3 separate regions of the Mus musculus genome follow, and regions 1 and 2 are each linked to region 3. A link is a contact called in public promoter capture Hi-C data. All regions are on one chromosome and are shown on one strand. Each heading gives the region's core, a stretch centred on a gene start, on an enhancer-like site or on the middle of the called end of the contact. The rest is flanking DNA. Distances are from core to core; before and after follow the strand shown.

Region 1 (3,657 bases), core at 963-3,462, 780 kb after region 3:
ACACTTCAGTCGAAGGCTCAATAATATGAATACTGTAACACTTTCAATATACAGGACGGTCCAGGCTGACTGAGCACTTGGCCTGCAGTCCTGCTGCTCTGACCAAGTAAGTCCAGCAGCCGAGGAAGACTGACGGATCAGGTAGCATGCTTGAAATAAAGCTGTAGTTTTAAGCAACAGGGATGTGTAGCATGTCTGCTAAGACCACTTCTAATAGTTTACATATTTTCAGTTTTGTTCATCTTTGCAATAAAATGGAACCCAATTCCTCCTGTTTCTTTATAATTTTTCAATCCTAATAAATACACGTAATGCACTTTTTGAGTTATAAATCTCTGTCCTGTGAAATGAAATAATTGTGTATGTTAAGGGTATTTATTCAAGTAGAAACAGGATTTAAAGCTAGTGTGTAACAAAGCATACACACACTTCCCCAATTTACTTCAATTTTACCTTCTAGAACTTTACACTGACAAATGTAAACAAACGGTTTTGATTTTGGTTTGCCTGCCCACTCCCGAGTCATTTTAAGAAGTCTTCTGTGAAGCTCAGACCCGTTCCTGGATCGGTTTCACAAATCCTCATGTAAAGTTACGGATTGAGACCTCTATTACCAAACCCGCTGAAACCTGCAACTAAAAAGGATGCTACTGAAAAAGCTTGTGGAAAATCTGCCAGCGTCAAGTCCCACATCAAAGGATGAATTCAGGAAGACAGAGAGAATGATACAGAAACGCCAAGAGACCTGCGAGGATTTACAAATACTTCATATAAACACATTTTCAAATAGCTTTATTCAGAGTAGCCTTTCTGCTCTATTAAACATAGCAAACAGCTGCCAGATTTATTCAGACAAATAATCAACAACCATAGAGTAAAATGGCAGAAGAAAAAGGAATTTTGGCAACAAGCCCGCAGAGGACGGCGGCTATTCTCCGTGTGCACCTCTCCGGTGCACGTGCGGTTCTGTATGGCTAGTCAGCGAAAAATCCCTCAGTCACAGCAGAGAACAAAACATTTGATGAAAATCACACATATTCTAAAAGAGAGCCGAGGGCGAACAAGGGCATGCAGGGATCTGTGGGACCGACGAGCTGCACCCCGAAAGCAGGCTATCCCCTACATGGGCACCGTCCTCCCTGGCGAGCCACTCACCTTGATTGGCTGAGCAGACAGATGTAAAGCAGAGGCAGGCTTTAGCCAGCAAAGGGCAGAACAGTAAACATGAGAATCAATTCATTTGTCATTAGGAAAAGAAAGCCACAGAGAGCATTCCTGCTACAGCAGTACACAACTTTTCAGAAGACATATAAGTTGAATTTAGCTATGCCTTTTTAACAACCACTTAGTGAGGTATGAGAGGTGGACACTCCACACTGGCAGTGTTGTTCGAGGTTCCCGTGGGGGGAGGCTTCTAACAGGTCTCTCGGATCCCACAGACAGTCAGGGCTGCATGAAATAAACACTCGACACTACAATCACCTAGTGCCAGGAAGCAAGGTCTCCCCTCAGCCAGGGACGAGTGACAGAAATGACTCAATGACCTCCAGATAAAGGATCTTTGGTTTCAGCCTCCAGAGGGAAAATAGCTGAGGCTCACATAAACTTTTACACATTGCGATGGCAGCATTTAAACAGACCCTACCATTATGAGCTGCCCTTAAACATATAAAATCAGTATCTCCCCCATAACCATACATAAAAAGACCCCTCAGTTATTAGAAAGCAAGCTTGACTTTGGGCAAGTAAAATATTAATAACTGCACTCTGTTGCAAATATTTTCTTTAGTGTATATTTAAATTTTTTTCTGATCTGATTTTGTCAAAGTATTTCTTTAAGACAGTCAAGAGAGAATAGAGGTATTTCAATAGTTTAATTAGGCTTTATTCCGAAGGTAAAGTGTGTTACTGTGTATACAAAAAACACATTAGGAGGAGACAGAAAAGCGCTTTGTAACAGTGCACCGACAAATGTAGACCTAAGGCTCACAGCGGTGGAACATAAGTGAGTCTCCGGTTCCTGGAATTTAAAATGCAGACACAGTGCAGGGCTAAAAAACAACTTTCAGAACCGAACAGGTCAGGAGCAGTCTATTATTTTAAAGACACATTAACTAATTTCTAAAGCTGCCAGCGATATACATGGACGTGTATGAGGGCACGCACTAGAGAAAATGGGCGGGCAGAGAGCATGCTTGCCTGTGGACAGCTGGGGATGTCTGGAAACCCTGGGGCCTGGTTGGAAGCACAGGTGTACACTGTACAGTACAGAACTTGTAGCAAACTGTAGTCACCTCTCACCTTGCTCCTTCTTAAAGTCCTTCTCTGACATGGCCACAGGTGAAAGCAGCTCCCCAACAGGTGGCTGGAGGGTGACGTTGAAGCAGTCATCCTTGGTGCTAAGGAAAGAAAGATCCAAAGATAACCAAATGCTTAAAAAACAAATCATTCTCTGACACACTGCAGTTTAACAGGGACAGTTCAACTTGACCTTCTGAGTTTCTGCTTTCACCCCAGGATGCTGCGGCTACAGCTTGCACTGCTGTAAGAGCCCGAGGGTTTCCGTCTGTGAGGCAAACACTACTAGATGAGCCCCGCAGGGTTTTATTCTTCATTCTGTTTTCTTTTTTTTTAAAGACAGGTCTTTTGTAATCCAGACTGGCCTTCAATTCCTGAGGCTTCTACCTATACGACTCATGCACAGGAATTATGGGTATGTGCCACCATACCTGGCTTTTGTCATTTATTCATCTGCTTCTTCAATCTAGTATGTTTAAGCCATGTGTGAGATTGCGCTTGTGCACATGCATGCAGAAGTGTGGAGGTCCCAGGATAGCCGTGCGGAGCAGATTCCCCTTCTACCTTTATGTGTCTTGTGGGGATCCAACTCCAAAGCTCCCTTTTCAAGTGAACACGCTATCTTCTAACTGTGCCTGCCACTCCCTGACAGTTGTTACAACTGACAAGACGCGATATGTTTAAGGACGTCCCTGCTTCTGTGTTGAGTGGAGAACAAACAAGGTGCAATTTCATCCTTAAATCTTCTACTACTGTCAATAAAGCCTCCCAGAATTGTGCTAAGGAATGTAGAAGTTAGACAGCTGAGGTTGGCTGATGAGGACCACCGATTAGGAGTGTTCTTCGATACAGATAACCGGGAACTCCACTAAGAGTTCCTGGAGAAGCAGGTGTTTATTGTCTTAGAGTCACAGGCTCATTAGGTGGCCAAAGTAACCCTCAAGGACCCGGCTTTCTCTAGCTTTCCACTCCACCATCCACAGGATGTTGGCTTTCCTCATGGCTGCCAGATGGCTGCCGAATCTCCAGGTACCACTTTTGCATTCCAGTCAAAGGAGGAACGTGATGATGCAGCGGTGAATAAATGAGCCAATCAAATCTGTTCCCAACCAAACCTGTGCCTGAGGTATGAAGCAAAGCTTCCCTGAGCTGTCCCCACAGGCACTGTTCCTTTCAGGCCTCACTGGATCCCCTGGGCAAGGCGGAGGTGACTTGAGAGGTGAGAGTTATAGATCCTATCTATCACTGGATAGAGGTAGGGACTTACAGAAGGGACATAAAAAGCTACTTACTTTTGTCACTACTGATTTCTTTCTTCCCGATAATAGGGGCCAAACCTAGGGCCTGATGCACGCTAGA
Region 2 (4,058 bases), core at 1,149-3,648, 930 kb after region 3:
AAGAAATGTTAACATGTTAAATAATATAAATTATAAGATCTCACCTCTGCTTGTCTCAAAACAAGAAACAACAAAAAAATCATATCTAGTTACATAAATATGGGAACACTGAGACAGAGTCCCATCCTGTAGCTCACTCAAACTGGCCTAGAGCTCACACTGTAGCTAATCACCGCAGTCCTCCTGCCTCAGCCACCCAAGTCTGGGGCTACAGTGCCAGGCTGAAGTAGAAATGTTTGTATGTTTCCATATCCCTAGGAAAGAACAGCTTCTTCTATAGCTTTAACAACCCACAGCCAGCATGACAGTTGCTTACCCCTGCTCAAGACATCAACAAAAGTTCACCTGAATGAAGAGCTTTGTCACATCAACAATATGTGGCAGCCCCCTTGCCAGGACAGGAGCAAATTAACTCTACTTGTGCCTCTGGAAACCAAAAGCAGTCTCTCACAAGTGTCACCCAATCCACTCAGGACTCTGAACATCCACCCTTCCCAAAACTGTACTTAAGATAAACATCTCTGTGGAAGAAAACCTATCTAGAAAACATAGCTGTCTCTTGTTATGGTGAGCAACAGAGTCACTGCCCAGTTACCACAGCTACAGTGTGTTTCATCGCCCTTCACATAAAGTTCCCTGAACTTCTAGCTGGGTGATGGCCTAAATAAAACCACCACATGCGCTTTTCAAATAGTTTACTTACCAAAATCAAGAAATGTCACATCAGTCCAAGCCTAGTACCCTATACCTAATCCATATTTTAAGCTTCCAATATCTTATAAAGCATGTTTTCTCTGACTCGGGGTCCTGGCTGTACAGAAGCACCTCGTCTTGTTGGGTGCCTTTCACCTGAGGAAGCTCTTCAGTGTTTCTTTCTGGTTATAAGAGGAAAGCACTCTCTGGCTCACTTTTATTTTTTATTTTCCCTTATTCTTCACCTCACGCTCTGACTTCCCACGGCCTACACTGCCTCTGCTCTCAATGCTCACTTCCACTAAGCACAGTCACTACCGCAAGTCAAAGGGGAGGCAGGTTTGCTGATGGTCACAGAGGCAGAAACACACAAACAGGATGTGTCTGTGGGGATGCAGGGGCGCTTTCCGGAGGCCTCCGTGTTCTGGCCAATGAGATCTGTCCTCCAGTTTCCTATTGACTTATTACCTAAGAAAAGGAGTTAGTACCCTCCCCGAGGGATACCTGAAAACCCAGTAAAATTACGCAATCCCCAAAATAATTTTTTCATAAAATATCTGTTGAGACTGAGCCTCCTTATAGCCTAACTTGGTCAGGACCTCAGGAGCCCTGCCTTGACCTCCTCAGTCCTGGAACTAAAGGACTACACTCACATCTCTTGTTCTTTAAGGCAGGAAAAAACTTTGTATTTATAGACAAAGGCTTTACATCATCTAACCTTTAATAAATCATACATAATGTCTAGCATTCAGCTTTGCTATGTAAGAACCGGTCTCCTAGCCGGGCGTGGTGGCGCACACCTTTAATCCCAGCACTTGGGAGGCAGAGGCAGGCAGATTTCTGAGTTCGAGGCCAGCCTGGTCTACAGAGTGAGTTCCAGGACAGCCAGGGCTACACAGAGAAACCCTGTCTTGGAAAAAAACAACAAAAAAAAAGAACCGGTCTCCTGACACATGTGCAGATCTGTACCGTGATGACCCTAGCCCTGGAAGTTCATGTTAACAAGCCAATAGGAACTGTTGTTACTCTGTGAGGTCAGGGTGCCTTACTCCAGGATCCCCATCTCTTTAATCAGCGAACTTTTTGCCTAAATTCCCAATCATACTCCATGTGACTTCTTTTGTTCAATAGGTGCTTCTCACACTTCGGAGTCTGCAAAGTCCAAAGATGAATACGTAATGCTGTCCCATTTAATCATCTCAAGTGAGTTTTCACATAAGGGACAAACCATAGGTTCCAAGACCAGGCAAGACCAGTTTAGACAGAAACCAAACCAGGTAAGGGATGCTAGTTTAAAAGTGGAAGAAGCTAAAAGATCCAAACCACAACTAACATTTCTGATTCAAAGCAACGTCTTAACGTGTCGGTGCCATAATGCCGATCCTGTGATAGATGGTTCTTTGAAAACAGATGGCCACAACTTCCCAGCTCGAGTTTTAAGTTCCTGAATGCAGCTCTGCTAGAAAGTAGCCAAGACCTGCTGGCTGACAGGTTATCAGCTAGAGCACATGTCAATCAGAAAGTTCTCGAATCACCTAGGACTGAAGGTGCTTGAGTTAAACTGTATCCTGCCAGCCAGACTGGACTGCTGATCAAAGCTCTGTAACTACCCATGGGATCTAATGTCCCCAGCAGTTGTAAGCCACTGACTAGCAATGTCTAAAAGCCACAGTGCACCCGAGGAGCATGATGATGATTGTGGAACTTGTTCTGTCTGCTTGGAACAACCACTCCAAGTGCTCTTTGTCCTTCCCAATCATGCTCAGAGCCAACTCTGCACAGCCAAGTTTTAGAGAAAAAAAACACTAAGAGTCCACGCTGCCCTGATTTCCTTGGGATTTATTTCTCAACAACACTTTTGTTTCTCAGGACAGCCAGCGAGCTTTAAAACTGTATTATGAACTCCAGGATGGAGCTAGGGTTGATAATGACTCAGAACCACAGCTGAGCTAGCAGGCTTCGCTGTAATTACTCACAATTGGAGGAGGATTTCTGTGACTGTTATGGCAAAAAGCATAACAATATTAAATCACAGAAGGTTGCAAAACACTAAATTTGTTCCAGTTCTGTTATAAGAATCAATCAATATTGACCACAAGAGGCCTATGCACTGCCAGGCTGCAGGTGTGCACAGAAAGCCTACTTTCCCTGAGACCATTCTGTGAGCAGAAATGGGAGTAGTTGAAGGTCCGTGACTACGCCACTCTCTGATCAGTTACTTTCATTCAATGTTACAACACTCCTTGCTGTAAAGCTAATCATAGCAGGGCCCCGGCAGTCTGCAAGAACACAGGCAGATCTGTTTAATTAGCTTATCGATACCACTGCATCAAACTTCATGAGTTATTGACTAACGCTTTGATTATTTTTGTACGCTAGCCGACTGCTTTCTAGGTCACTTTTTGTATCATCTGACATCTCATGTCAGATGACGTACCAGATGGCTCCCCTGTGTATCTAAGGCAGCATACACTTACAAAAATGAAATTTCTCACTTGGCAGCAAGAAAACATCAATCAATTCTCTGAGCACAGGTTTCTAAGAAGCTCATTTCAGGTTTTCCATAATATTAGATTAAGTATATTCCCCCCACCAAAAAAATCACAAAGTTTTAAAGAACAAAGACATCAAAAGCAAACAGCCCAGAGGCAAATGGGGAGACCAGTGGCTGAGAGCACTTGGTGCTCTTACAGGGGACACAGAGGACGTCGTGTCAAGCACCCACGTGGTGGCTCACAACCATCTGTAATTCCAGTTCCAGAGGATCCAACACCTTCTTCTGCTCTCATGAGCACTGTACACAAACGGTACAAAGCCACACACGCAGGCAGACACCATACACATCAAATAAAACTAAAAGCATATTTAAAAGAAAGAGACCAGCAATAATGACTCTACTAAAACTTCTCTTACAGAGTCCTGGGCAACACAGCAGAACTGGGGGGCAGAAGAGGAAAAGGAGGAGACAGCAAGGTCTCCTGCATAACCACCTGCCAGACAAGCAGCTCTCAGTGAGCAAAATTAACGAAAAGTGTTCTGTTTCCACGACGAAAGGTCCAGGAAGAGCAAGTGAATTTACTACCAGCTTCATGGACTCCATCGTTCCTCTCCATATCTACCACAACAAAAAGATCATCCGCACACCAGACGCCTCCCACAGCGTGGCTCATACCTAGTGCTGATGAGGGAGGGGTCAGAGGCCAAGGTAGAACAGGAGAAAAGCTTCAAGCACAGAGAATGGCACTGAGAGAGCAATGGCTGGGACACTCCCTGGCTTTGGATGGTGACCGCAAACATCTGCTGTGACTTCAGTGTATCCTCCATCATGTCTTCATTGGAAAATACACACAGGGAAACAGATCTAG
Region 3 (3,955 bases), core at 1,417-3,916:
GGCCCTCCTGGCTCTTTGCTCCTCTTGCTTCTCTCTTCCCCTCTCAGGGCTCCCCTCAGTTTGGGCCTTCTGGTTGTGCTCTCCCTCAGAGCCACCATAAGCCGTCTCAACCATCCCTAAGGGCACCACGGCTCCATTTTCCATTAGCTCTAAAGCCCCGTGCTTTGACACGCACCTTTGAGACCTCCCTTGCTTCGTTTCACGCATACAGGTCACTTACAAACCACCCATAAGCTTATGCTTGCACCCATAAGAACTGGGTAGGCCAGAGGCCAAAGAACCAGGAAATGTTTTCAAAAGGAAACAACTGAGGTGCAGTCCCGTTTGACCGATCCGATCGCTTCAGCCGGATTTGCCAGGCAGAGCAATAAACAGGGGTGTGTTGATTGAGCCTGGATCTAACGGGAAAAACTGAAATTCACAGATTATGTGAAACACTAACGGCCTGCGATTACTTCATCCAACAGAGGTTAAATCAAAGCACACATAATTGAGTAATTAATTACCCTCCACAGCCGCAGTGCCAAGGAGCTGTAATCCACTCACCTGTGATCTGCCCAGCTCTGCTCACCTATCAGTTTCCTGCCATTGGGCTCATTCATAAACAGACCCAGACAACCAGGACTATTCGTCTGTAATTATTAGCCTGAAGGCATAACATGAAATTAAAAGCTGGGGAAGGGGCCTGAGAGATGACCGTGGTTCTGAGCGCTGACCGCTCTTCCGGAGGGCAGAGCTCCACCCCGAGCCTCCCAGTCCAGCTGCTCCAATAACTGCCTGTAAGCCAGGCTCTGTGGAATCGGACCCTCAGGCATCCTCATGGTCATGAGCACACGGTGGTGGGAGCATTCCCATAACAAACTTTTAAGTCAGTGAAAATGATTGCAACGTATTGTGAAGCAAAGAGCTAAGTGGGAAAATATTCAGAAAAAGATTTTACATGGGCTGTTAAAAAAAAATAAAGTACTGGATTCATAGCTATTTAGTGAAGCAAAAAAAGCCACGTGAATGCTGTAAGCTGAACTCTCAGCTATTTCTACCATTAGCTAAAAGCCACCAAAGCACTATTAAAGCCTTGTAAAATAATGCACTATGCCCGAAAGTGCACCTTTCTTTCAGCTCTGCATTAATATATATGTATATGTACACATACATATACACACACATGTGGCTTTTGAATTATGTGGTATGGATTAGCACTTTAAAAAACAACATTTCCTATGCTTCTTATTGTCACTTGCCTTGAACTATTTGAGGCCAAAGTGTGCACTAATAAACAGTACTGGAATCACCAGGAATTTAATCCCATGAATTTAATCCAAGCCCTTGGGAGGCAGAGGCAGGTAGTCTCTGTAAGATCCAGGTCAGCCTGGTCTACACAGGCAAGTTTCAGGTCACCCAAGGAAACAGACCCCGTCTTAAAAAAAAAAATAAAATAAAAAATTCAGAACACCACTAATTATCTCAACTCACGAAACTATTCAACAGCTGTTCTAAACACCTTTGGAGCTCAGCAATGGCAGGTACTTTTTTTCCAATGAAGGAAAATCCTATTCTTTTTAGTAAAGCTTTAAGCCGGCCACAGAAGGCTTGCACAACCAAAGGCTCCAGTGAGCCAGGCCCGGATCAGGAAACTCTTTTGTGTCCAGTGGAGGAGGAGATTCTGGTTTACTCTGGTTTACACCGGTTTTCTTACAGCCCCCCCCCCCCCCTCCACACACACACACAGGTGGGAAACATTAACCAAGTCGCAATTAGCGCATGAGGCTCAAAGTCACTCTCCACCGAGGCAACTTTACGGGGACAGTTCCCCCTCTTCCCCACCCCCCACCCCCCGGAGCTGGTTAACCAAAGAGAGCGGAGACGCTCCAGAAGGTTCCGGAAGCCCGCAGGCTGGGCCCCTCCGCCAAGCCTGGGGTGGTAGGCATCCCCTGCAGACCCCGCGGCTGCGACCCTGGATCCCACGGCCTAGGGGCTCCCGAAGTCCCCGAGGTCCTGCGTGGCGTCCCCCGCACCCCTCCACCCCGCGGTTTCTCCGATCCCGGACGTCCCCGCGGGCCCCTGAGATCACTGCAGCCCCTGGTGTCCCTGCGGTCGCTCCCGCCAAGCCAAGCCACGCCACCGAGCCCCAGCCAGCCACGCTCACCCGGACGCCGCGATGGTCGCCCCTCGCCTCCGGGCTCCTCGCAGACATTTTGTCCTGGACGGAAAAGGCCGATTCCCCCTTAAAGACACAGCGCTCAATTTGCGCGTCTCGGGGCGTCCATGGGGGGCGGTGACGCGTGGTCTGGACGCCGGGGCGCCGCTGCTAAACCATCCGGTCCGGGAGGAGTTTAGAGTAACGGATGGAGAACTAGTTTAACGAATTGAAATCTGTCGGAGGTTTTTAAACGGTGCAATAATAGCGCAGGGATGCTGAAAGCGTTTTAACCGTGGCTCTGCACGTTTGCGCGTTAACCTTCCAAGCCCTTGGATTCAGCGGGTCCAGATCCTCAGCTGGGCGCACTGCTCGCTCGCATTCTTACAGATTAAGGCCTCTGATATGGCACTAGTCAGAAGTCCTTGCAATCAAGGTCTTAGGAGGAAAAGGTGTCCACCCAAACCACCAGCACAGGGAACTACCTTTGTCTTCATTATATTCAGTTAACAGCGTCTGCGTGATTTACAGTTACATCAGCCGCTAGCGGCTGCGTTCTAAGGCGGGTTTCTGCATTCCACGCTCCAGGTGGAAAGAGAAACCTTTTTCAAGACCAGCCCGCTGAGGTGCGGGCGAGAGCCTTGGGGCTTTGCAGGCTGACGGGCAATCCTGTTGTGTAGCGTTTTGCTGTTCCAGCCGTTCAAATATTCCCACCATACAGATTTTTAATCTATAAATAGTCGCAAGGAAGTGACTTGCCAAATTCAAGAACGCACCAGTTAGCTCTTAACGCACAGCTGGCACGTTCTGCCCTTCATTCATAAAAACAAAACAAAAGTCACTAATTTGTTGCTTTTTAATTTAGTGTTTTTGCGTGGTGGTGGTGGTGGTGGGTGTCTGTGCATGCATGGGTGCAGTGTCAGTGGAATCCAGAAGAGGGCGATGGATCGGCGGTAACCGACTCCCCGCCCCCCCACCCCAATCATCTCTTCAGCCCACATACTGCTCTGCTCACATTCTATTAGTCAAAGTAAGTCACATGAACAATGGGCACGAAGCCTTGCTAGAAGACAATAAGCAAAAAGATATAAATGTAAAAAAAACAAAAAAAAACAAAAAACCAAAAAACCAAGAAATTCTTTTGTAGGTAATACAATCCATGTTAACTGCTTTGGTTCAAGTGGCGCTGGGGAGGAGCACCTTGCTCATGCAGAGCACGTGTTTTGCAGTGGAAATATTATAACCCTCCTCACTTAAACACACACACACCTGATAGACCTATTTGTTGACTTTCTTCTATGCCAAGAATTTCAGAGAAAAGAAAAATCTTGTTGGGTATCACGAAAGGAATACTTTTGCAATGGCGAGATTATTAGATTCCCCTCTTTCAAGATTGACCTAAATGTTTTCATACAATATATTTTGATCATATTCTTTTGTAACCCAGCAAACCAGTAAAACAAACAAACAAATGAACGAAAACACATTTTAAAAAGTGTGTAAGGATTCTCTAGAGTAACAGAACTTACAAACCGAATTCCTCTCTTTATATAGAGAAAGGGGGAAGTTTTAGAATGACTTACAGGCTGTGGTCCAGCTAACCCAACAGTAGCTGTCTATGAATGGAAAATCCAAGAATCTAGTAGTTGTGTCTCAGCTGGTCTTCAATAGAAGCTGGAATCCTGCAGGAGTAACCGCCGCCGCTGGCGATGGACTTGCCAGTTAGGCCAGAGTACAGTGGCAAAAAGCAAAAAGCTGTCTTCTCCCGTGTCCTTATATAGGCTTCCAGCAGAAGGCGTGGCCCAGATTAGGGGTGGG

Evidence for each region. Promoter capture Hi-C pulls out the DNA fragments that hold promoters and counts their contacts.
Region 1: a promoter capture Hi-C map of trophoblast stem cells shows a contact between it and region 3, with 4 times the contacts expected there. The contact joins the enhancer-like site here to the promoter of Zbed3 in region 3. A contact is called at or near these places in 9 of 39 promoter capture datasets (the 3T3-L1 cell line, 3T3-L1-derived adipocytes, hippocampal neurons and 4 more), 4 of 115 datasets of contacts at active chromatin or transcription factors (the NIH/3T3 cell line, embryonic forebrain, embryonic stem cells and 1 more) and 1 of 9 other capture datasets (embryonic stem cells).
Region 2: a contact with region 3 is called in a promoter capture Hi-C map of hippocampal neurons, with 5 times the contacts expected there. The contact joins the enhancer-like site here to the promoter of Zbed3 in region 3. A contact is called at or near these places in 7 of 39 promoter capture datasets (the 3T3-L1 cell line, the C10 cell line, HPC-7-derived erythroid cells and 4 more), 2 of 484 Hi-C or Micro-C datasets (adipose-derived mesenchymal stem cells and cortical neurons), 2 of 115 datasets of contacts at active chromatin or transcription factors (embryonic stem cells and stem cell-derived neural progenitor cells) and 1 of 9 other capture datasets (embryonic stem cells).

The regions. Positions count from the first base shown.
Region 1 is chr13:94,541,521-94,545,177 of GRCm38.p6, reverse strand. It overlaps Ap3b1 (adaptor-related protein complex 3, beta 1 subunit), which reads right to left. Exons shown (of 27, transcript NM_009680.3): 25 at 2,302-2,399. Among named protein-coding and RNA genes, the nearest start is that of Gm32305, 150 kb to the left of the region's middle. Within about 2 kb of position 2,212, at least 6 of the 459 cell types and tissues checked have an H3K27ac peak or open chromatin away from gene starts, as enhancers often do. A contact at or near this core is called in trophoblast stem cells, where this site is marked.
Region 2 is chr13:94,397,656-94,401,713 of GRCm38.p6, reverse strand. All of the region lies in intron 3 of Ap3b1 (adaptor-related protein complex 3, beta 1 subunit), which reads right to left. Among named protein-coding and RNA genes, the nearest start is that of Ap3b1, 41 kb to the right of the region's middle. Within about 2 kb of position 2,398, at least 65 of the 459 cell types and tissues checked have an H3K27ac peak or open chromatin away from gene starts, as enhancers often do. A contact at or near this core is called in hippocampal neurons, where this site is marked.
Region 3 is chr13:95,323,536-95,327,490 of GRCm38.p6, reverse strand. Zbed3 (zinc finger, BED type containing 3) reads right to left here and starts at 2,666. Exons shown (of 2, transcript NM_028106.3): 1 at 2,147-2,666.